Linked DNA regions of Sus scrofa: all the other regions are linked to region 3. A link is a contact called in public HiChIP or PLAC-seq data. All regions are on one chromosome and are shown on one strand. Each heading gives the region's core, a stretch centred on a gene start, on an enhancer-like site or on the middle of the called end of the contact. The rest is flanking DNA. Distances are from core to core; before and after follow the strand shown. Region 1 has its middle 32 kb from the start of RREB1. Region 2 overlaps RREB1 (ras-responsive element-binding protein 1). Region 3 overlaps LOC110261767 (a long non-coding RNA gene). Region 4 holds the start of RREB1 (ras-responsive element-binding protein 1). Region 5 has its middle 29 kb from the start of SSR1. Region 6 overlaps RREB1 (ras-responsive element-binding protein 1).

The links. HiChIP or PLAC-seq counts read pairs in DNA pulled down with a chosen protein or histone mark.
Region 1: an H3K27ac HiChIP or PLAC-seq map of alveolar macrophages shows a contact between it and region 3. The contact joins two enhancer-like sites. A contact is called at or near these places in 2 of 2 datasets of contacts at active chromatin or transcription factors (alveolar macrophages and skeletal muscle).
Region 2: a contact with region 3 is called in an H3K27ac HiChIP or PLAC-seq map of alveolar macrophages. The contact joins two enhancer-like sites. A contact is called at or near these places in 1 of 47 Hi-C or Micro-C datasets (liver) and 2 of 2 datasets of contacts at active chromatin or transcription factors (alveolar macrophages and skeletal muscle).
Region 4: a contact with region 3 is called in an H3K27ac HiChIP or PLAC-seq map of alveolar macrophages. The contact joins the promoter of RREB1 here to the enhancer-like site in region 3. A contact is called at or near these places in 3 of 5 promoter capture datasets (fetal liver, fetal skeletal muscle and liver), 7 of 47 Hi-C or Micro-C datasets (embryonic fibroblasts, epiblast stem cells, heart right ventricle and 2 more) and 2 of 2 datasets of contacts at active chromatin or transcription factors (alveolar macrophages and skeletal muscle).
Region 5: an H3K27ac HiChIP or PLAC-seq map of alveolar macrophages shows a contact between it and region 3. The contact joins two enhancer-like sites. A contact is called at or near these places in 2 of 2 datasets of contacts at active chromatin or transcription factors (alveolar macrophages and skeletal muscle).
Region 6: an H3K27ac HiChIP or PLAC-seq map of alveolar macrophages shows a contact between it and region 3. The contact joins two enhancer-like sites. A contact is called at or near these places in 1 of 47 Hi-C or Micro-C datasets (heart right ventricle) and 2 of 2 datasets of contacts at active chromatin or transcription factors (alveolar macrophages and skeletal muscle).

Annotation. Positions count from the first base shown.
Region 1 is chr7:4,478,688-4,482,162 of Sscrofa11.1, reverse strand. No RefSeq gene overlaps it. Among named protein-coding and RNA genes, the nearest start is that of RREB1, 32 kb to the left of the region's middle. Within about 2 kb of position 2,127, at least 27 of the 83 cell types and tissues checked have an H3K27ac peak or open chromatin away from gene starts, as enhancers often do. A contact at or near this core is called in alveolar macrophages, where this site is marked.
Region 2 is chr7:4,563,981-4,567,492 of Sscrofa11.1, reverse strand. All of the region lies in intron 1 of RREB1 (ras-responsive element-binding protein 1), which reads right to left. Among named protein-coding and RNA genes, the nearest start is that of RREB1, 53 kb to the right of the region's middle. Within about 2 kb of position 1,907, at least 32 of the 83 cell types and tissues checked have an H3K27ac peak or open chromatin away from gene starts, as enhancers often do. A contact at or near this core is called in alveolar macrophages, where this site is marked.
Region 3 is chr7:4,217,852-4,221,184 of Sscrofa11.1, reverse strand. All of the region lies in intron 1 of LOC110261767 (a long non-coding RNA gene), which reads right to left. Among named protein-coding and RNA genes, the nearest start is that of LY86, 110 kb to the right of the region's middle. Within about 2 kb of position 2,069, at least 14 of the 83 cell types and tissues checked have an H3K27ac peak or open chromatin away from gene starts, as enhancers often do. A contact at or near this core is called in alveolar macrophages, fetal liver and liver, where this site is marked.
Region 4 is chr7:4,510,108-4,513,539 of Sscrofa11.1, reverse strand. RREB1 (ras-responsive element-binding protein 1) reads right to left here and starts at 1,254. Exons shown (of 16, transcript XM_005665552.3): 1 at 966-1,254.
Region 5 is chr7:4,655,522-4,658,801 of Sscrofa11.1, reverse strand. No RefSeq gene overlaps it. Among named protein-coding and RNA genes, the nearest start is that of SSR1, 29 kb to the left of the region's middle. Within about 2 kb of position 1,756, at least 10 of the 83 cell types and tissues checked have an H3K27ac peak or open chromatin away from gene starts, as enhancers often do. A contact at or near this core is called in alveolar macrophages, where this site is marked.
Region 6 is chr7:4,611,278-4,614,754 of Sscrofa11.1, reverse strand. The region is part of intron 8 of RREB1 (ras-responsive element-binding protein 1); the gene reads right to left. Among named protein-coding and RNA genes, the nearest start is that of SSR1, 73 kb to the left of the region's middle. Within about 2 kb of position 1,409, at least 31 of the 83 cell types and tissues checked have an H3K27ac peak or open chromatin away from gene starts, as enhancers often do. A contact at or near this core is called in alveolar macrophages, where this site is marked.

The sequences.
Region 1 (3,475 bases), core at 878-3,377, 260 kb before region 3:
CTGAACCAGATGATGTCTAAGGTTGCTTTGTGACCCGTCTACACTCCTGAAGAGGCTCCAAAAGAATGACACTGCATTCAGAATATAGCACAGTAACAGACACGGACCATCTTCTCATGACATCAAGGCGCCCGCCTGGGGTACAGAAGACCAGCCCGCCTCTGCACCGTGGTAAGCAGATGCTGTACTTATGGGCAAAGCCCTGATGTTCCTTCACAAACCACTTCTGGGGAGTTCCTGTCGTGGCTCAGTGGTTAATGAATCCGACTAAGAACCATGAGGTTGCAGGTTCGATCCCTGGCTTCACTCAGTGGGTTAAGGATCCGGCGTTGCTTTGAGCTGTGGTGTAGGTCACAGACGAGGCTCAGATCCCATGTTGCTGTGGCTGTGGTGTAGGCCAGAGGCTACAGCTCTGATTAGACCCCTAGCCTGGGAACCTCCATATGCCGTTGGGAGCGGCCCTAGGAAAAAAAAAAAAAACAACCAGTTCTGGACCTCCTCCCATCCCTAGACATCTGTCCATCGTGTCATGATCCGTGAACCTGGCCATTCTAATATTAGCTCTGAAGGATTCTCACCTGGCCCAGGACAGCAGGACCTGGGGACAAGGTAGGAAGATCGAGCAAATGAAGAATATGACACTCTAAGCCACGGAGAAGAGCTCTTTAAACCCCAGGCTGATCTTAGTGACTGGTCTGTGGGGTCCCTGTCAGATGGATGGATGGTAATTCTAGTCCCTAGAAAACAGAAAATCCTGTTTGATTGGATTGTCAAAAGCAGAAAATCCAGCAGCTCAAAGCTGGCTTCTGGACAGAGCGAGGCATTACCTTGCGGTCACAACCAAGAGGTAGAAGCTGTATGACCAGGGCGAGTTTATGCCTCTAAGCCTGCTCTGTCGACAATCCACAGAAGCTACTAAAGGTGGCTCACCAACGAATGGATGAAAAACACCTGTAAACACTGAGCCCCGAGCCTGAGTCAGGGAAGAGCTCAGGGGACAGTGGCTCCTCCATCCCACCGTCCTCTCATCTGTCAGACGTCACATGCCCGACGGATGTGCTATCCTGTCCCGACTACGTCTTCCTTTTGTGGAATCCCCCCGACGCCGAGCCACGTGGGCACTACATGCCCAGTAAGGACTTGCCAAAGGAACGAATGTGTGAGGCCCAGGACACGATACCCAGGCAACAATCCTGATCCTCAGAGACCTCTGGGGCCCATTTCTGCCAGAGAGCAGCTTATTTTGTCATTAGTAAAGGGCAGGATTTTTGCTTTGAGGCTCCACAAGGACGGGGACAGATCTGCATCAGGTGTTTGAATCAAGCTTTTGACCCTCTCTGTGCCTCAGTTTCAACATCGGTACGATGGGGCTAATAACGGAAGTCCACTCACAGGTTCACACGTGAGGTGCCCGACACTCAGCCCCCAAGAGGCGTCAGCTATCCAGTGTGAAAGCACTCCGAAACCGTCCATAAAGCGGTGTGGGGTCAGTGAAAATCTGAGCAGCAGCATAGACCGCTCCCTTCTGCCTGTCACTCCCACCAGGAAATCTTTTTTTTTTTTGGTCTTTTTGTCTTTTAGGGCCGTATCTGTGGCACATGGAGGTTCCCAGGCTAGGGGTCCCGTCAGAGCTCTAGCTACCGGTCTACACCACAGCCACAGCAACGTGGGATCCGAGCCGTGTCTGTGACCTACACCACGGCTCATGGCAACGCCGGATCCTTAACCCACTGAGCGAGGCCAGGGATGGAACCCGCGTCCTCATGGATGCTAGTTGGGTTCGTTAACTGCTGAGCCACGATGGGAACACCCCCCAGGACAGCTTTTAAAACATGCAAATCCCTGCTTCCTCCTCCTGGCTCGTCTTACTCCGGGGTGCGGGTCAGGCCCAGGAATCTGCATTTTCAACGAACCCCCCGAGGATGGTCACCGGAGGGGCAACCTCGCCTGGGACACACGCGAGAAACCGGATTAGACGGCTGGTGATTTCCCTCTCCCTCCAAGAGGCGGCTTTATGGTTTGGGTAAAACCATTAAGAACACATTGGTTTTCTCGTTGGTTTCACTTTGAGTTTCTGCCTCCTGCGATACAAAGTGAAATCGAACAGAGCCTGAGGCTTCACTCCCACCGGGGGCGGAACTGCCACGTGACCAGAAGGCTTGGAACTGAAACCAGAGGCAGAGGAGTGGAGGGGAACCTCTGTGTGTGTGTGTGTGTGTGTGTGTGTACGTATGTATGTGTGTATGCATATTTTTTCTTTCCTTTTTCTCCCCCTTTCTTTTTAAAAAAATTACACCTCCTCAGGAACGTGACACAGACAAAGAAATGACGTGGGTTTTCCTCTAGGACATGTTACTTGCACTGGGGGCAGGTCGAGGTGCGAAGCTGGAGTCCATCTCAAAGGGTGGGGCATCTTTAGGACAGAATTTAGGGAAAGGAAGAACATTGGAAACAAGACACAAAAGGGCCTCAGTGCCTGTTGGGCGGTCTGCGCGCAAGCGTGGAACCAGAATGATTTCATAAGTTTAAAAGAAATAGGAGGCCCCGTTGTGGCTCAGGGGAAACAAATCTGACGAGCATCCATGAGGACGCAGGTGCAGGTTCGCGTGCAGGACGCAGGCCACGACCAACCGCAACCTGGGATCTGAGCCGTGTCTGAGACCTACACCGACCTACACCATAGTTCACGGCAATGCCGGATCCTTAACCCACTGAGTGAGGCCAGGGATCGAACCCACGTCCTCCTGGATACTAGGTTTGTTTCCGCTGAGCCACAGCGGGAATTCGGCAATGTATTTTATATATATTATATATGGTTAAAACTTTTTTTGGACATTGAACATGATATAAATAAACATGGAGAAATCAGTGTTCACGTACCTGCATAATATGCACATATTATGTGCCTGCAGTATTCTGGGTCCTTCCACACAGCCCAGGTAACACATGTAATCCTTTAATCCTCTTAATTATCCTGTAAGGATTCTACTAAGACCTCTATTTTACAAATAAGGAAACTGAGGCTCCCCGAGGTCCTGCAGGTCATGTGGCCAGAGAAGAACCGGGTTGGGATCTGAACCCAGGAAGCCGGGCATCATTCTTGGTTTTTTTTGTTTTTTTTTTGAACTTCTCTTTTTTGGTATTTTTGGGGTCCCATTCTTTAAAGACTACACACGGCCTTTCAATGCAGTGGAATCGCCGTCCTAAACACTGCAGGTCTACAGATTCAGTGCAGCCCTCCTAATAACTCCAACAGGTTCTGTTAGGGAATTTTTTTCTGTTTCCACAATTTATACAGAAGGGCAAAAAGCCAAGATCACCAAGGTGCACTTAATGCAAGCACAAGCCCTCCCAGGCATCAGGATTCCCTGTGAGGCGGTGATAATTAAGGGATGGACAAAGAGACCAGGGAAATAGCACAGAAACAGACGGAGCACGAAAGGCCACGTGACTGACAATGCGCGAGCACTAAGTA
Region 2 (3,512 bases), core at 658-3,157, 350 kb before region 3:
GGCCTCCACGCGGCAGCTCCCCACCCCGCCCCCCCAGCACTGAAGGAATCTCATCTCACTGCTGCCAGACTTGGAGCCACTTGGCAGCTGCCACATGGCAGCCATTTGTTCCCTGGCAGCCCTCGAGCGCGGCCCTGTCCCTCTCCCCAGGTGAGCCAGTCTTTTTTCCTGGCCACCAGGACCTGGTATTTCATCACCTTCTTGCCCAACTTGGCAGAAACCAGTAGGGTTCTCTCCCCTGCAAGGAAGCTGGTGAGAAAGGGAGTGGGCCGGCAAGGGGTGGCCCCGGGGCTGTGCACAGACCCAGGGCACCCTCACCTACCCCCAGGGTAGGGCAGGGTCTTCCCTGCAGGGGATAAGGTGTGGAAGCCCCCACCCCTCCCCACCCCACCCTCAGATCTGCTCTGGGGCTTATCAGGAAGGGTGGGAGCGGCCCCCACACCATACCTTGGCTGAGGAATTTAGAACCAGCAAAGGAGGCTACTGCTACCAGAAAGCAGGATTTCAGTCCAAGTGTCAGCCGTCTAGGGTTTGTCTAACGCAGGTCTTTCGGAGTGTCCTTTCTCTCATAACTGGGCAGGGGGTCAGCCATCTGGGGCATAAACTCTGGACCAGGAGAGGCGTTAGGCACTTGACTTGTATGTAAGCCCTCCTCGCATCAGAGAGGGCAACGACTGGGGATCTGCTGGCTGTGACGCGGCTCCTCAGGCGCTCAGCCAGGACCCTAGCCCAGGTTGTCTGATGCGTGTACGCCCCGTGCCGCAAGGAGCACCCCGGAAGAGGTGTTCGGAAAAGGGCGCTGAGCAATGAGAGGGTTAGGAAACCCAGTGGGGGAGACGAGAAACGGTTGAAGGCCGGGCGCGTGGAATAAGGAGAGAGGTTTGGGGGGAAGCAGAAGGAAGCGGGTCTGGAGCCCCAAGATTCCATATCCCGGAGCTCTGAGCAACTAGAGCTGCCCTCTGACGGAATGATGCCTTGTGGGTGATGACCTTGCTGCGTCTGGAAACAGTCAAGAGGCTGGATTACACCACACAGCCCGGCAGTGGGTGAGACCACAGGACAAGGTCCTTCCGACGTCCAGGTTAGAAGTACCTGAAAGGACCGTCCCTCTGTCATCCTACTGGGCGACTCAGGGATGCGCTGGGAGGAGGAACCTACAGCAGAGCTTCAAGAGCATGGGGCGAGGCGTCTTCCACCTTGGCCTGGAAACCCAGCTCGCCCCCAGCTTTAGGTCTACGAGCCTCGGTTCTCTCATCTGGAAAATGAGCAATCAGTCAAGGGGGTACGCGTGAACACCCTTTACAAACAGCACGGCACCCACAGTACATGAGCTACGGATGTGACACCGCTCGCCCCCAGCATTCCAGCTCAGCAGGCCCCTGGGCTGGCTCCCCCACAGCTGCCCACAGCCTCCCCTGCAGGATCGCCAATGCCTGGAGGGCAGGGCCCCGTTTGCAGATCTCAAAAAAAATTTTTGCTCCAGCCCCTAAGTGTAACAATGAAATATAAATATAATTTAGCTTATCACAAATGCAATCCCATCGACAATCAGGAGTGAAACAGCTGCTGCCAGCTCGCAGGGCTGTAAGGCCGGCAGGAAATAAAACGCCTCCGGCTTCAGAACGTCGCTGAAACAAATCCTGGTGAGCTTCCCCTGTGCTTCATCAAGGAAGTCTGCGCTGCTGGCCCCCCACGGATGCTCGGCCCGCCCCACCTGCGCCGGCACCTCGTCCCCCAGCCCTAGAAGCTGGCCCCCAGCCCCCTGCCCCTGCCGCTCAGGCCAACCGGACAGCAGCCACTGGGCTGCTCTGCACACTCTGCTGACGGGGCCTCGGGGCCTGCGGTCACATTCGCAGCTCAGGGGAGGAAGCTGGGGGAAAGTTCAGGAGCAGTTTGCAGGGAGTTTGAGGCAATATCCTGCTCCTCTTTCACAGGCCCTGAGGTCCCGGGGCGGCCTCGCAGACCGGCTCAGGCTCGGGAGAGGGTCACGCGGAAGAAACAGGCTTCTCTACTTTTGCCCTGAGGAGGAGCTGGATGCAGGCGACGCCCCCCCACCTCCCACCCCGGGGGGGGGGGGGGGGGCAGGTGCCTCACCTGAGATCTGGGCTGCACATTCTAAGAATTCAGGGTGGGTTCAGCACAACACTCCTTATAAAACCAAAATTACTCTGTGGAGGCTAAGAGGGCTGTTGGCAAAGCTTCTCCCTGCGCGCGGGGTGAGGAGACGGGCCGGTCGGGCAAAGGCAGTCGTCAGTCGGCGGGGCCGGGGCGCTCGGCGGCCACCACTGCCGGTCAGCTGAGCGTGACTCGGCGGCGGCGGCTGTGCCCCGCGATCAGGAGCTCCGAGCCCTGTCCCGGTGCCTCGAAACGGGCCACCATGTCTCTCCCTTGTGCTTCTAAGAAAAACAAAGACCCTGAGACAGAAGCGGCTGATACGTGTTTATCCCAAGCCAATCAACCAAAAACACCAGCAAGCTAAGGGCTTCTCTTCAAGGAAACTGAGCAAAACCTCAAAGCCGCTGCGGGGCAGGAGGGGGCCTGGGCGGCCGACCCCTCCCAGCCTCAGGAGCTGACCGGCAGAGGCCCCGGCCAGGAAAGCGGCGGATGGGCGGGCGGGGGGATGTCTGCGGCGCCCGGACCCTGGCTCAGGACAACTGCGCTCTCGGGCTGGCTAAGTGAAGGGACCCGAGGGCCGAGCCCCCAGCCCAGCAGGTCTGAAACACACACCCTGTCTGTCCTCCCAGGCTCTTCCCCACGATTCTGGCCTGCGAGCCCCACCATGAGAAACAGGCACAGGAAGGCCAGGAGGAGATCAACCCCCAGGTGGGCGGGGCCCCCCCCTCGGTGAGAACTCAGACCCCCGCCGTCTCCAGAAGGGGACACGCCAGGGAGAAATCAGGGCGGGGACCTGGGAGCACAGAGATTTGGAAAGGCCAGGCCCGCCGGCTGCTCAGGTGGCGTCCTCTCCAAGCTCAGGGCCAAGCTGAGGGTCTCTCCGGCACCCCTTCCCTCGCCTTGGCCGCCTGTGATAAAGGCCCCTCGTGCCGTTCAGACAGAACATCCCTGCTCCCCCTTTATCTTCCCTTAACAGTTTGCCATCCAGTGACAGGAGGGGCCTCGCCTCCAACAGTCCGGCCTTTTATCTCCCGCTGCCCTGACCGCGCCACAAGGCGCAGCCAGGGGCTGGATTTCCTGCAGCTCGCCTAGAGGGGCTGTTTGACTTCTTTAAAATACGACCGGCCTCCGAAACCTTGGAACCGTGCCGAGCAACACCCAGCCAGCATCCATTTCGGCTCCAGCTTTCAAAGCCTCCGAGGGCAGTGTCCCAGCCCTCCCGGTGCTCCGCGTGGGAGAGGCTGGCCGCTTCCAAGGAGGACTCGCTTTCCCGGCTCTCGGATGTATTTGCTTTCTGTCTGTGGCAAACCTAAGAGTTCTCGTCATCAAAGTCCAGAAACCCCAGAAGTGAGTTACAGTAGCTCAATTAAATTCTGAGTTCACACTGCTATTATGAA
Region 3 (3,333 bases), core at 820-3,319:
TGTCCCTGGCGTGGTGGAGTTTTGTGACCATGTGCCTTGTTTTCTCCGTGGGGATGCTTTGCTCGAAGTGAAGAAAGCTCAGTGAAAGTGGTTCTACAACAAGTAGATGTACGCAGGTGCCAAGTGAGAAGCCCTGGGGTTCGGTGGCTCTGTGGTGGATTAATTTAGGGGTGAATAACATCATCCGGAACCCAGGTTTAAAAAAAAAAAATCCATTTGTTTGCCAGGATGCGCTGGGTCGATCCCTTCGTGGCCAAGATACGGCTGCGGCTTATAGTTCAGAGGCAGAAATTGCGACAATCTCTCCCTCTAACTCTTTTTAAAACGGTAGACTATTTCCCAGAATTAATCCCTTCATGGCAGACATTCCATCAAGACCCTGGGTCCAAAATGAGGTGTTGAGGCCCTTTCTCTAGTGACTCTAAATGAGTCACTAGATAAGGGAATAAAATAATTGATCATCTTATTTCATTTTTATTAATTTTCTTTCTTGGCTGCCCCCCCCCGCAGCATATGGAGTTCCCAGGTCAGGGATCAGATGTAAGCAGCAGATACACCCTACATTCGTTTCTGCTGCACCGCCCTGGCAACTCTGAGCTTGAGGTCTTTCAAGAAAATCTGATTCTTATTTCAGAGAAGAATAAGACAAGCATTTCTGGTGGGAAACCGAGGTTGTCCACCCAGCAGCTGTGGCTTCTTCTGTCACTTACTGTGATGGAGTCGTGGTGATCTGTCTTCTAAGAGCTTGTTGAAGTCTCCTATCTGCTGATGTCTCTGCTCTGCTCTTCGTCCTTGTGCGTTTATGCCATTTTGTTCCTTTATGACCATTTTAATAGGCTCTCTGGGTTCCCACTGTGGCTCAGCAGTAATGAACCCGACTCGTATCCATGAAGATGCGGGTACGATCCCTGGTCTCACTCAGTGGGTTAAATATCTGGCGTTGCTGTGAGCTGTGGTATAGGTCCCAGAAGTGGCTTGGATCCTGTGTTGCTGTGGCTGTGGTAGAGGCTGGAGGCTGCAGCTCCGATTGGACCCCTAGCCTGGGAACTTCCAGATGCCTCAGGTGCGGCCCTAAAAAGACCAAAAAAAAGAAAAAAAAAGGCTCTCTGGAGGGAGAGGTGAAAATGCGTGTTTAGTCTCTCTCCCTGTTTGGAAGGCCCCTAGCCAGTGTTTCTCAAACCACGAGTTGTGGCCTGCTAGTAAGCTATGTCCAGTATTCTAACAAATGAAACAGCAGAAGATTCCAGATTGTACCTATGGCCCAGAGTAAGGTTAGCTATCATTTCATGAATGTTTGTTTCAGTTGCGTGCGCCCGGGTCGTGGTGTTTTAGTTGCGTGTGCCCGGGCCGTGTGTTTCAGTTGCGTGTGCCCAGGTCGTGTGTTACTGGGTAGAGGTGGAAGACGTGTTCCTTGCACTGAGTTGCACACAAAAATATCTGGGAAGCATTGCTTGAAAGACATCTCCTCTGAGCGCGCTGTGCTCTGCAGTGGTATCTTATCTGGCTTTGGTTTCATAGGTCAGTGGGGCTAGGAGAGCATTGAAGCCGGGCCCGGTCAGCCGTCGTGAACCGGCCTGTGATACGCAGAGAGGGAGATGGCTCATTCCCACGGGGGAGCTCAGACCCCACGCAAGTCCGTGTGTTACCCTTTGCAGGCTATTCCTCTCTGTTTCCCAAGGCAGAAGCATGCTCTGGAAATACGCTTCCCACCCGAGCAAGGCGTCAGGCCGGTGGGCCTGAGAGACACGCTTCCGACCCTGAACAGGAGTTTAGCTGAGCTCTGCTCCCTCCCCCGCCACGGTCAGGGCTGGGTCCCAGCAGGCCATGGGCATCCAGGGTCACCTCAGCAAACAGCTCTTAAAAGGCCGCATTCCCCAAATGTTTGGAGAGCCTCCGGCCAGAAGCGATGCTAGGTTTCTGCTGAGTTACATAATGTACGAGGATCAAGGCTTATTTTCAAGGCCGATTTTCACTCCTTCCGGCCCTTTCCGGGCGGTTGTATTCAGCACAGTCTGATGGCTGTATTTCCTATGCCTGAAGATTTCAGGAAGTGACAACATCCTCTGTCTGGGCAAAGTCACCGTCAACGTGAAAATATGGTACCCAGTGGCCGTCCTGGGGCTGTGGGGCCGGCCCGGAGGCCTCCTCGGTCTGGCGGCTGGGCCCCTTTGCCGGCCTTCTCACAGTGGCGGGGGGCCTGCCTCTTCTGCTGCCCTTCCATGCATCCCCTTGGCATTCTTGCTACACCACGTTTGCTGCTTTCCATTTAAAATTTTTTTTTTTTTAAAGAAGTATTTTTGGGGAGTTCCCTGGTGGTCTAGTGGTTAGGATTTGGCACTTTCACCACTGTGGCTGGGATTCAATTCCTGGTCTGGGAACTGAGTTTCTGCTTTAAGCCACTGCACACCAAAGAGGTATCTTTGACGTAGAAAAATTATATCTATCTAAAATGTACAAGCTGATTTTTTTTTTTCCTCTTTTGGCCACCCTGTGGTGTATGGAGTTCCCAGGCCCAGAGATCAGATCTGAGCCACAGTTGCCACCTCTGTCAGCTTTGGCAACGCCGGATCCTTTAACCACTCTGCCAGGCTAGGCCAGAGATCAAGGCTACGTCCTGGTGCTGTGCAGACACTGCTGATCCCATTGTGCAGCAGCGGGAACTCCACAGTTTGGTATTTTGATGTATGGATACGCTGTGAAAAGATCACACCGTGCACTAGTTAACACGCCCTTAACTCTCCGGAGTCACCATTGTGTGTGTGTGTGTGTGTGTGTGTCTCTGCTTGTGGCAAGATTTCATTTCATTTTATTTTTATTTTATTTTTTTGCCATTTCTTGGGCCACTCCTGCGGCATATGGAGATTCCCAGGCTAGGGGTTGAATCGGAGCTGTAGCTGCCAGCTTATGCCAGAGCCACAGCAACGCAGGATCCGAGCCAGGTCTGCAACCTACACCACAGCTCATGCAACGCCGGATCGTTAACCCACTGAGCAAGGGCAGGGATCGAACCCGCAACCTCATGGTTCCTAGTCGATTCGTTAACCACTGCGCCACGATGGGCACGCCAAGATTTCATTTTAGATCTATCCTCTTTGCAACGTTCTTTGCCTTTTTTTTTTGTGCCTTTTTTAGGGCCAAATCTAGGGCATATAGAAATTCCCAGGCTAGGGGTCAAATCAGAGCTTTGGCTGCCGGTCTACACCACAGCCACAGCATCGAGGGACCCGAGCATCGCCTGCAGCCTACACCACAGCTCATGGCAACGCTGGCTCCTTAACTCACTGAGCGAGGCCAGGGATCGAACTCGTGTCCTTACGGATACTAGTCGGGTTT
Region 4 (3,432 bases), core at 5-2,504, 290 kb before region 3:
ACGTACACCGTCAACGGAAGGGCAAGGAAACAATACGCGCGGACGCGGCCCCCGCCCCGGCCCCTCCTCGCCCGGTCACCCGGGGGCGGTGGTCGGCGTGACCACCAGCCACGAGCTGGGAACGGCCAGGGCGCAGGGCTGCCCGCGGCCCCCCTCCGGGCCGGCGCCGTCCGCCGGGGAGGATCAAAGTCCGCAGAGCAGGGCGCGGCGGATGCTCCCACCGCGCGGCCCCTGCGAGCACCCCCGAGCCAGCACCCCAGGCGGGCACCCCGAGCGGGCACCCCCGGATACCTTGCGGCGGCGGGCGGGCGCCGTCATCTCCGTGCTCCTCGGCCCGAGAGGGACTCGAAAGTATGTAGGAGAAAAGTTTCCCCTCCCACATGGGGGGGAGGATGTCGGGGGAGAGAGGGCGGAAGATGGAGAGCAGCGCTGGGAAGATGTTTCTGGCCCGCGGTGCGCGCACCATCCGAGTCCCGGCGGTGCTGGTTAAAAATAAATTGCTCGGCGGGCGCGGCGGCGCGGGTCGGGCCGGATTCCTGCGCTCGGACGGCTAATATGGATGCGCATCAGATCCTGGCGGCGCGGCGCAGCGGCAGCCCAGGCTGCTCGCTCTGGGAGCTGGTTGGCAGAGCCGGCAGCTCGGGAAGGGGAAAAGGAGCGGAGGAAGGGGAGGAGGAGGAGGAGGAGGGGGAGGAGGAGGAGGAGGAGCGGCCCGGCGCGCAGCCCGAGGGGAGAGGGCTGCCCAGCTCATCCCGGGCCGGCCCCACTGTCCCGAGCGCACGTAGCGCGGCGTGGGGCGCTCGGGTCCACGGCTCCGGGAAACGCTGAGTTTAAAAAGTACAACGCGCACTGCAGACTTCACCCTCCCCATCCCCAAAAGTTCTTTAAAAGGTCGCTCCCGCTCAGCCCCAGACATCTCGCTGCCACCCAAGGACCGCGAGCCCGAACCCGGGGCGCGTACTCACGGCGGGGCAGGGCGCTTGGCTCCCAGGCATGATGCAGTAGGGACCGGTGGGCTTCGGGGAGAGAACGAGGAGAGATGCAAACTTGTTCCGGAAAAGGAATCAAAATGGCGTTTCTGGATGTGCAAAGTTCATCAACTCCGCAGTCACTTCCCCTCCTCCTCTTCTCCCACAGGGAGGGAGGTGGGCGACGAGCTGGCGACCCCGGCGCCCCAGTCGTCGTCCCGGCCCCCGCCTCGGCCCCCCGCCCCGCTTCCTCGCCCGCACGCTCGGAGACTCGCTCTCCCCCTCTCACCCTGATAAGTAGACACATCACGTGTTGCTCCTGCGAGTCTCCTGGGGACGTGTTACAGAGCGGCGGCGGCCGCGGCGGCGGCGTTCGGCCTGGGGGTGGGGGGGGACCGCGGTACCCGCCGGTCCCCACCGCAGCCCCCGCCCCGATTTTAGCCGGATGACCGCCGTTTCCATCCCGGGATGGATGGAGGTGCAGTCCCCCACCCCACCCCCACCGCAGCCCCAGGTTTGCCCCACGCCCTCCGCAGGCGCCCCGGGCCAGGGAGGGCCGAGCCGCCGGGGGGTGGGGGGGAGGTCTCGGCGGCCACAGCTGAGCGGGATCCCGACCCGCCCAGCGACCGCCCGCCTGCTACGGTCTTGGACCACCGCGCCCCCCTCCCCTCTAGGCCCTCACTGCGGGCGACTCTCCGCCCCCCGGCTTTCCATCACTTTACTTCGTGGCTGTTTCACTATTTTAACCAAGGAGGGGGAAAGGCAGTGGTGCCTGGGAGGCGCGGAAGGGGCGCCTCGGAGGCCGGGAGGGGGTGCATTGGGGGTGGGGGGGTCCTGGCCGGGCGCCGCCCCTCTTCCTCTCGGAAGCCGATGGGTCGGTGATCCCCACCCGCGCGGTTCCCGCTCCACGCGGTCCTGGCCCTGCATCCAGGTGGGACGAGTAGATTGATGGGGCAGCAGATTAAGGAACTGGCGCTTCACCCCGCCCCCAACTTCGGGCCGTTTCTCTCCCGGGGCCCGGTCCTTCTAGCTCTGGGGCTGCTGCCCGGGGAAGCGTGTTCTCAGTACAGCAAATTCAGTACTCGCTCGGCTTTTGTCACCTTCCCGTCCCCACACTCCACAAGTGATGCTTAAGCGGAGGCTACGTTGCCCCCAAGGGGCCGCCACTGTGTCCCCACCCCACAATGGCAGGGCTGATGCTGTGTCATCCACGTCGCCCTCCGGGGCATCAGGGAAGCCACATGCAATATCTCTTTCTCTCAGAGGGCTCCTGTTTCAACTCTGAAAAGCAGGGGCCCTCCTCCGAGCTGCTCTCCATCTCCGCGGCTCCAGCCACCACGCTGAGCCCTGGCCGGGGCGGCCCAAGTTATCACCGAGCGCAGAGACACCAGGCCTGGGCTGTGCTTCCTCCATAAAGCAGCTGACATGTTTCCAACTGTTAATACTTTTCCTACCGAGCTTCTGAAAGGGGCCTGTTGTCAGCCTTTGGAACATCTTCTGACAGATAAGGGTGACTGTGGTTGTGCAAAACAAACGCCACACACTCCCCAAATTCTAAAGATGACTCTCAGCTCTGGCGGAGAAGACTGCTGCGGCAAGAGGCGTTTGAGACTTGTTAAACAGGACGGTGTTATACATACAGAGAGCTGGCTACTATCTATTTACTGTGACCTTTGACCCTGTTCCACGCCAGCTCCTCTGAATGCACTTGCACACCATACACAATTGTAAGCCCAATCACGGGCCTTTAATTTGCAGCACTCAGTGGAACTCTGGTTTTCAGGGCTGCAGACAGAAGTGTCTACCTAGGAATGGTCTGAATGGATGGGTTCTGGCCAAGAAAGAACTCTCTAGAACCACGCAAAAGCAGTTTGGACCCTTACCTCCTGACTTGAGATAATCAGCTGTGCAAGAGGGAACGGATTCAGCTGGCTGTGTCTCTGACGTCCAGAGTCATCAAAATGAAGTTTTCAGAACCTGTTGTGTTTCCCAGGGTCTGCTGTTTACTGAGGAAAACCCAACCCAGAGAAACTTCAGCAGTTGCATTTTTCTGAGCCTCCCCCCGGCCCCCACCCCACGGCCCTATTCAGGAGTCACCTTTCCTGGTCTCCCCGTTCCGTGGTAGGTTTTGAGTAGGAACCGTAGCAAAGTTGGGATTTTGCTGGTAATTTAGTTTATTCCATAAGATACATTTGAACCTGCAAATGTCCATGGATTTTCAGGAAAAAATCCCCTTTATAATGTCACCTTGTCATACTGGCAACTGAAAAGAGAGAAGATAGTCTAAAGTAACTTTGGAAAGTTGAATTCTGGAAGTTCCCGCTGCGGCTCAGCAGGTTACACACCTGACTAGTATCCATGAGGGTGCAGGTTTGATTCCTGGCCTCGCTCAGTGGGTTAAAGACCCAGTGTTGCCATGAGCTGTGGCGGAGGTCACAGACTTGGCTTGGATCCCATGTTGCTG
Region 5 (3,280 bases), core at 507-3,006, 440 kb before region 3:
GTCCAGAGTCTGGAAAGACAGACACAAAATGCTAAAGCGGTTTTTGTTGTAGGTGGTGGATCTTTTTGTTTCCTTTCAAACTGTAATGTGCTTATGTTTGATAATGGAAGAAATAAATACAAGTGTTAAATTGATTTGCGCCTCCTGAGATGCGTGTAACCATCGCAGTGTTTGTGAGCCCATTAAAACCCTAGACGTTTGGTCGCTTCACCTACTTGGAGAAACTGAATGTCGCCGCTAGAAAGTCTTTGGGAGCATTTTCCCTGAAAGGAACCCCAGCTTTTGCTTCTCGTCGGTTCTGTCCTATGAACAAAGTGCCTGCATTCCACCTGGGCCTGTGCCTCCCAGCCCTGTGCCCATACGCCCGCTGGACCCCCTCCGCCCCCAGTTGCACGGGCGTGGCTGTGGGGACGCCGCCATCACCCCCAGGCGACCTGGTCCTCACCTGCACCCCCGCACACTGTCCCCGCCCAGACCAGCAAACCCCGCCCCCAGTGCAGGCATCCAGCCTTGTGCCCCGGTCCCCCCACCCTTTCTGCCTTTTAAGCTTCATGACAATAAGAATTTTCAGTTACCCAATTACTGAGTCCTGAAAGGGCACCTGACGTGTGGTAGGTGATTGAGTTACAGCCACACCCTACCGTGCAGCAGGCACACCCACACCCCCAGTTTGCACAGGAGGAGGCTGTACAAGTTAAGTAACGGATTGAGTCGGCCAGCTCTTAAGTGGTCAGGCTGAGACTGGACACCAGCCTGTCCCCTCAGAGCCTCGCATGCACCTCTTGCCTCCCTCATGATGCGGAAGCTGCAGGCGGCCCTGGGCCCGGGTCCACACAGGCCCACATCCAGGCCTCGTCTACGCCGCCGCCGGGCCTTCCGGCCTCCCAGGCGGATGGCCGCACAGTGAGGATTCTGGGGAGAAGCAGGGCTGCAGCATCACCAGGAAGCCTTTACCAAAACAGCCAAGGGAGCTGGTGAGCAGGTGCCCACGAGCTGCCAGGGTGGGGGTGGGGCGGCAGGGGCGCCTCCTCTGAGTTCTAGAAGAGGAAGTGAAACAATGGGGACCCCACAGCCCGGCTTCAAAACTCAGTTCCCCAATTGCGAGTGGGCTGTAACCTTAAACACTGTTCTGTTAAACATATAATCCAAGCTTAGCAAATCGCACCAAGACGATTAAATAAGCCATCAGAGGAGACAAAAGCTTCCCCCCACCATTGCCAGACCACGAGGACAGAGCAAAGAAAGCTTCGCAGAAGTGCAAGTCCCCTTCAAGTAACAGCACATAGTCGAGAGACTAGCTGTCATTAAGACTTAAAAAGGATTTTTTTTTTTTTTTTTTTGGTCTTTTTAGGGCCACACCCATGACATATGGAGGTTCCCAGGCTAGGGGTCAAATCAGGAGCTGTAGCCACTGGCCTACAGCAGAGCCACAGCAATGCAGGACCCAAGCTGCATCTGTGACACCACAGCTCACAGCAATGCTGGATCCTTAACCCACTGAGCAAGTCCAGGGATCGAACCCATGTCCTCATGGATGCTAGTCAGGTTCGTTAACCACTAAGCCACGATGGGAACTCCAAAAGAATAAGTTTCTTATAAGGGACTAACTCATGACTTGCATCTGTGTTTAATCCTCCTCTGCAAGAACTTTCCAAATGACAGGGGAATATTTTAAGCACAACGATTAGAATCCCAGGCCCCCTTGAAACCTGTCTGCAGGGTTGTTTTGCTGCCCTCTGCTGTTCACAGGAGGTACAGCAGTCATGGTGTGTTCCCCGGGCATTGCCACAGAGGTGGGGCTTGGGACTGTGAGCTGTTCTCTCCTAAAGCAAACCACCACCTCCAGCCAGTGCGGCCCACCAGCCTGTACGTCCCATGCTCCCCCCCCCCCCCCCCCGCCAAACAACAGCAGATTGTTTTTTGCTGGGACGTCAAGGAATGGTCTGATGAGGTTGTTGGACTGCTATGTCGGTAGAAGGAGCTGGTCACTGGGAGAGCTGGCCGGCCACACTCAATGCGCCCTCTGGGGCCGTCTCGTCTGCCCCTCTGCTTTGCCTCCATCACGTCCACACACACACACGTTTACCTTGGATGAACTGGTACTTCGCTCAGGCACCTAAGCGAGTAGGATGGGTCGCAGCCCCTGTCTGAACCACGCTTGGTGATTCAAAATCCGCTGACCCCAGACTCGCCCACTCAGTGCCTGGGTACTCTCACCCGGGCCACATAGTTGGCCTCAGCCTGTTTCTTCTCTAAACCGTGGACAGTCGTAACTAGAGGTATTAATATTCAATGAATGTTTATAAAGCCCTCACTATATAGGCCAAGTGTTTGGTGGAATTTTTAAAGATACTGCATGTGAGGAGAAGAAGAAAAATAGCTGATTCAAGCGCCTGGCCCAGAGTAGCCTCATCCGCACGACTAAGCAGGTTCTTTGCCTCGTCTCATAAGCTGTGTCCACTTGTCAGCCGACTGAAACCCGTCGGCAGCCTCCCCCCCCCCCACTGCCAAAGTCTGTCTAAAGGCGAGGCCCTTTCAGTTGTTTATCTTCGGTAAGTGACCGAACCTCATCTAACAATGAGCTGGAAAGACTCTGAAGCCCTTTCTACCCACTGGCCGGATGGCTGGGCTCGCCTTGGGACAGCCCGGCTAGTGGACACCTCCTGCTTGAACCCCAGTCTTGTGGTCTGTGGCCAGCGCTGCTCAGCAGACCATCCCAGAGAAAAGGCCGCCTTCCCTCCCGCCCAACAGGCCTCTGTGCACGCGAAGAGCTCTCGCTCCTTCCTTTGTCAAAAACCGTCCTGTGCCACGAGCCGCGGCGGAGGTCGCAGGCGCGGCTCGGATCCCGCGTGGCGGTGGCGGTGGCGGTGGCCGCGGCGACAGCTCCGCGTGGTCCCCTCGCCCGGGAGCCTCCATATGCTGTGGGTGCGGCCCTAGAGAAACCTCTTCTACCCGGGCTCAGAAAAAAGTAAAAGTACCACCCCCACCTACGTGGATACGTGGATTTTTTTTTGGATAAAATAGTCCCATAAATGGTCCCCCAAGGAAAGAGTGCTTTTATTCTGATGATGGGAGTTGCCTGCCCGCTTGAACCCGAGCATATTGTATTTCATAGCGAAGTGAAAGGGTCCAAAACGATCACTCGAGAGAAAGGATGAAAGCGGCTGCCGTGCGTCCCTCCCCCAGAGGCCGCGGCTTCGGCAGCTACTTGGGGCTCCGTCGGCGTCTGCCCACGGCCCGGCCGTGAGGTGGCGGCGGCCGCGGGGAGCATCCTGGGGGG
Region 6 (3,477 bases), core at 160-2,659, 390 kb before region 3:
GTGCCCAGATCCATGGCCAGTTCTCAAAAAACCCCAAAAGTTAGGCTCTTCAAGTCCCTGAACCAGGGCCCGCCCCGTGGGGATGGACGCCGCAGAGCCGTCCTTTTGCATCACGTGCCTGTAAGGGACACTCCGTCCGGCCTTGTTACTAATTTTTAGAGGACAGCTCATGGCTCTGGGCTGGGGTAGAAACGTGGTGTGATAAACACACGATTGTGGCGTGGCGATTGTGGCGTGGCGTGGGCACTCTGCAGGGACGAGGGCGGAGGAAGAAGCCGTCCGCGGGGCAACTCCCAGCAGGGCTGACAGTGACTTAACCGGCCCCGGCCAGGAAACAAGGAACGGGTAACCACAAATGGAGCGGTTTCCCCAATAACCGTGCCGAGGACCTGCGACGGGTGGTGACCGCGCACACAGACTGCGAGTCAGGCCAAGAGAAAGGTGGAGGCGGAGTCGCCAGCGGGTGACCTACAGAGACAGAAAACAAGGCCACCAAAAATCTGAGAGAAAAAATATTTTAAACCTTGAGGGTCCACAGTTCTGGGCGTAGCTCCCCCCAGGTTGCTACAGTGCCCCTGGGCTCATCTGGGGGTCCTGACCCTCCAGAACAAGGTAAAACGCTGAAGAGCAATCCAAAGAGACCCCCTGCTCCCTGGGGCGCCTGATTTTCACATCCTCCTGTCAAGCTGAGGGCCAGGCACACGATCCTGTCACCGAGAAAGGGTTAAAGAAAACTGCTCTGTTTCATTATGCTAAACGCACTTCTGAAAGACTGCTGTGGCAAGTTCCAAATCTCAGGAAACACTTCTTCAGAATCTCAGCTTTCCCCACAAGCTAAGGGAGAGGACCTGCCGTCCCAGCGTGTAAAGGTGTCAGGTGCTGCCAGGCTTCGGGAGGTCTGGGTTTCCGCACAGCCGGGATCCCAGCCTCTGGGAGGCAGGAGTCAACCCACGTCTAAACAGCCATTCAGTTACCCCATCTTTACGAAAGCGGAAGTAGGAGTGCCGCCTTATAACAGGGACTAAGGGCCGACCCGTTCCCAAGTTCTGCCACGGGAAGAGCACCCAGTTCCTTCTCCGTTTCACTGGAAGGGGTTCCCAGCGAGGGACACGAACCCCTAACTTAAGTGTTGCAAGGCTGAACACACTAAACAAGACCCACGTTCAAATAACAGCATCAGGGAAAGGTTCACGGAGTGTTTGTCACAGTCGGAGGACTGGGGCATGCCCTTCATCCTCACGCGTCCCCACGCCCATCTTCCAGGTGGGGGGACGGAGCCCAGGGTCACGGAGATGCCAGGCTCAGGCAAGGCTGGAGCTGGCTGCCCTCCCTCCACCGCTGGGCTGTCCTTCAGAGGACCAGTGCTGCGGGCAGCCCAGCTCCTGCCACGCCCGTGTCACATCCTCGAGGCCTGCCGTCTTTGTAGCACTCTGGCCCTGTCCTCAGAAGCTAAGAAGGCGGCAGGCACCCTGACTACTTCCTCAGGAGACTGAATTTCTTACTCATTATAGCGTTTTAACCGAGGGACTGACATTCCTTTTTTAAAGGGATTTCATGCTTCGTTTTCCCTGTTCTGTCTCCAGAGGCAAGGAGGGGTGAGTGCAAACAACCTCTGGTCGGGGCCCCACCCAGTTCAGACATTCCTCTCCCCCTGCCCACCCCTGCCCTCCCTCCAGGCCCAGCCAGAGAACTGACATCCAGCAGCTGCACTAATCTCTCCCAGTTGCCAGGAGCAACAGTGATGGCCCTGTGACAGGGCCCTGGCCCGCAGCGGCCTGCCCTCCCCACGCCCAGGAATCCGCCGGGCTGCACACCGCGTCCTGACGCCCTGCCCGGGCTGTTCCACCGAAGCGGCGTGGTGTGAAGCGGGGCAGGTCCAGGGGCTGCTCTGCGGGTGGGCTGGCGGGAGCCCAGGAGCCGAGTCTCGGAGGGGCCGTGGGCAGGATAGGGAGGGGGCAACCCTGCCCAAGGTGCCTCCGGCTTCCGGCTACGGAAGGGCACATGCCCTCCCCTCGCTCAGCCCCCAGCATCGTTTCCAATCTGCTCCACCTGGCTGAGCCTTGGAGACCCAGGGACTCTTAAATTTGAGATGCTGACGAGGATTTTGTCATGCCCTCTCCCTATTTTTAGGTTGACATTTAACAAGCACGGGACCAGCGCCATGGGAATCTCTGTTAGGGTCCCCTGCAGATGACGGGCGGGGGCGGGGCAGAGGCAGCGGGGTGCAGTGAAGGGAGCCGAACACTCCTCGGAGCACCGGAGACTCCAGAGGAAGAAGGTTCTGGCACCTCTCCCCCACCCTGGCGGCACAGGGAGCTGCCCCTGCAGAGCCCACCAGGTTCCCCTGGCACGAACTCCCACTGCAGATTTAGGGGTGTCTGTCTCACAAACATCCAGGATCCCGTCGGATGGGGCAGAGGCCCTGAGCCGGGCAAGCACATGGGGGCGCCACGGCATCGGGGGTAAAATGCCAAGGGCAGCTTTCGGCCTGCCAGCCAAGCTTGGACAGCAGGCCACCGGCCCACCTGGCCTCAGCCTGACCCCCTTCACTCCGCGAGAATGGCTCACTCACTGTTTTCTGACGGCCCTTAAGGGGCCCTGTCTCCACCGTCACTGCTTTTCTCTTAAGTCTGGTCAAGCGCCTGGCGCACAACAAGCGTTCATTCATTTGCCAGATGCAGTTTAACTGAAATAATTTTTAAATTATTGAAATAATTTAACTGAAACAATTTAAAAATTATTTATTACCTGATCTCCTTTCATCCAGAAGCCACATAAGATTAGGTAACTTTTGCCAGATTCCACCCCCAGCTGCAGCCACAGAGCCACTGGACCACCCAGATGCCTCCTCTCGCAGCCCAGCCCCCACGACAAAGCCCTCCCAGCCTCAGGTGGGCCTGCCCTGGCGCAGGGGGCTGCGGGGGGGCTTGGAAGATGCCTGTTTTCATCGAGGTGGGCTGCAGTTTCACCCCGTGCGCCGGATTGCGAAGATATCATATGAAAACCAGAATGTAAACACAGCACTGACGACTTCTGTAGTGGCACCCCATGCTGGATGTACTGGTATGTCGGCAACGCATGACTGACTCTGCTACTTCTTTTTCTTTTTAGAAGGTGCTACTGGAAATCCTGAAAGGGCCCTCAGCCTTTCTGCAGTGGTCGGGCTGACCTGGACTCCTTCCCGCCCAGCGCGGATGGCCTGTTACCCTGTTCTATTCTTAAACCAAGCACAACGTTCAACACCGCAACGTCCCCGCAAGGGATGTCCTCTCCACACCACCTGCTCGCTGGACGCTCTGTCCGTCACCTCCAGCTCCAAGGGCCAGTTCCCAGTGAGCCTGCGCTTCTCGTCTGGGGGGCTGCGCGGAGGGGCCCAGCTGCCGCCCGTCCTGCAGAGGCGCAAGCAAACCCGACCCTCACCCTTGGGGCGGCTCGAGTCTTGGTTTTGCTCTGTGCTCACACTTCACTGATTGGAAA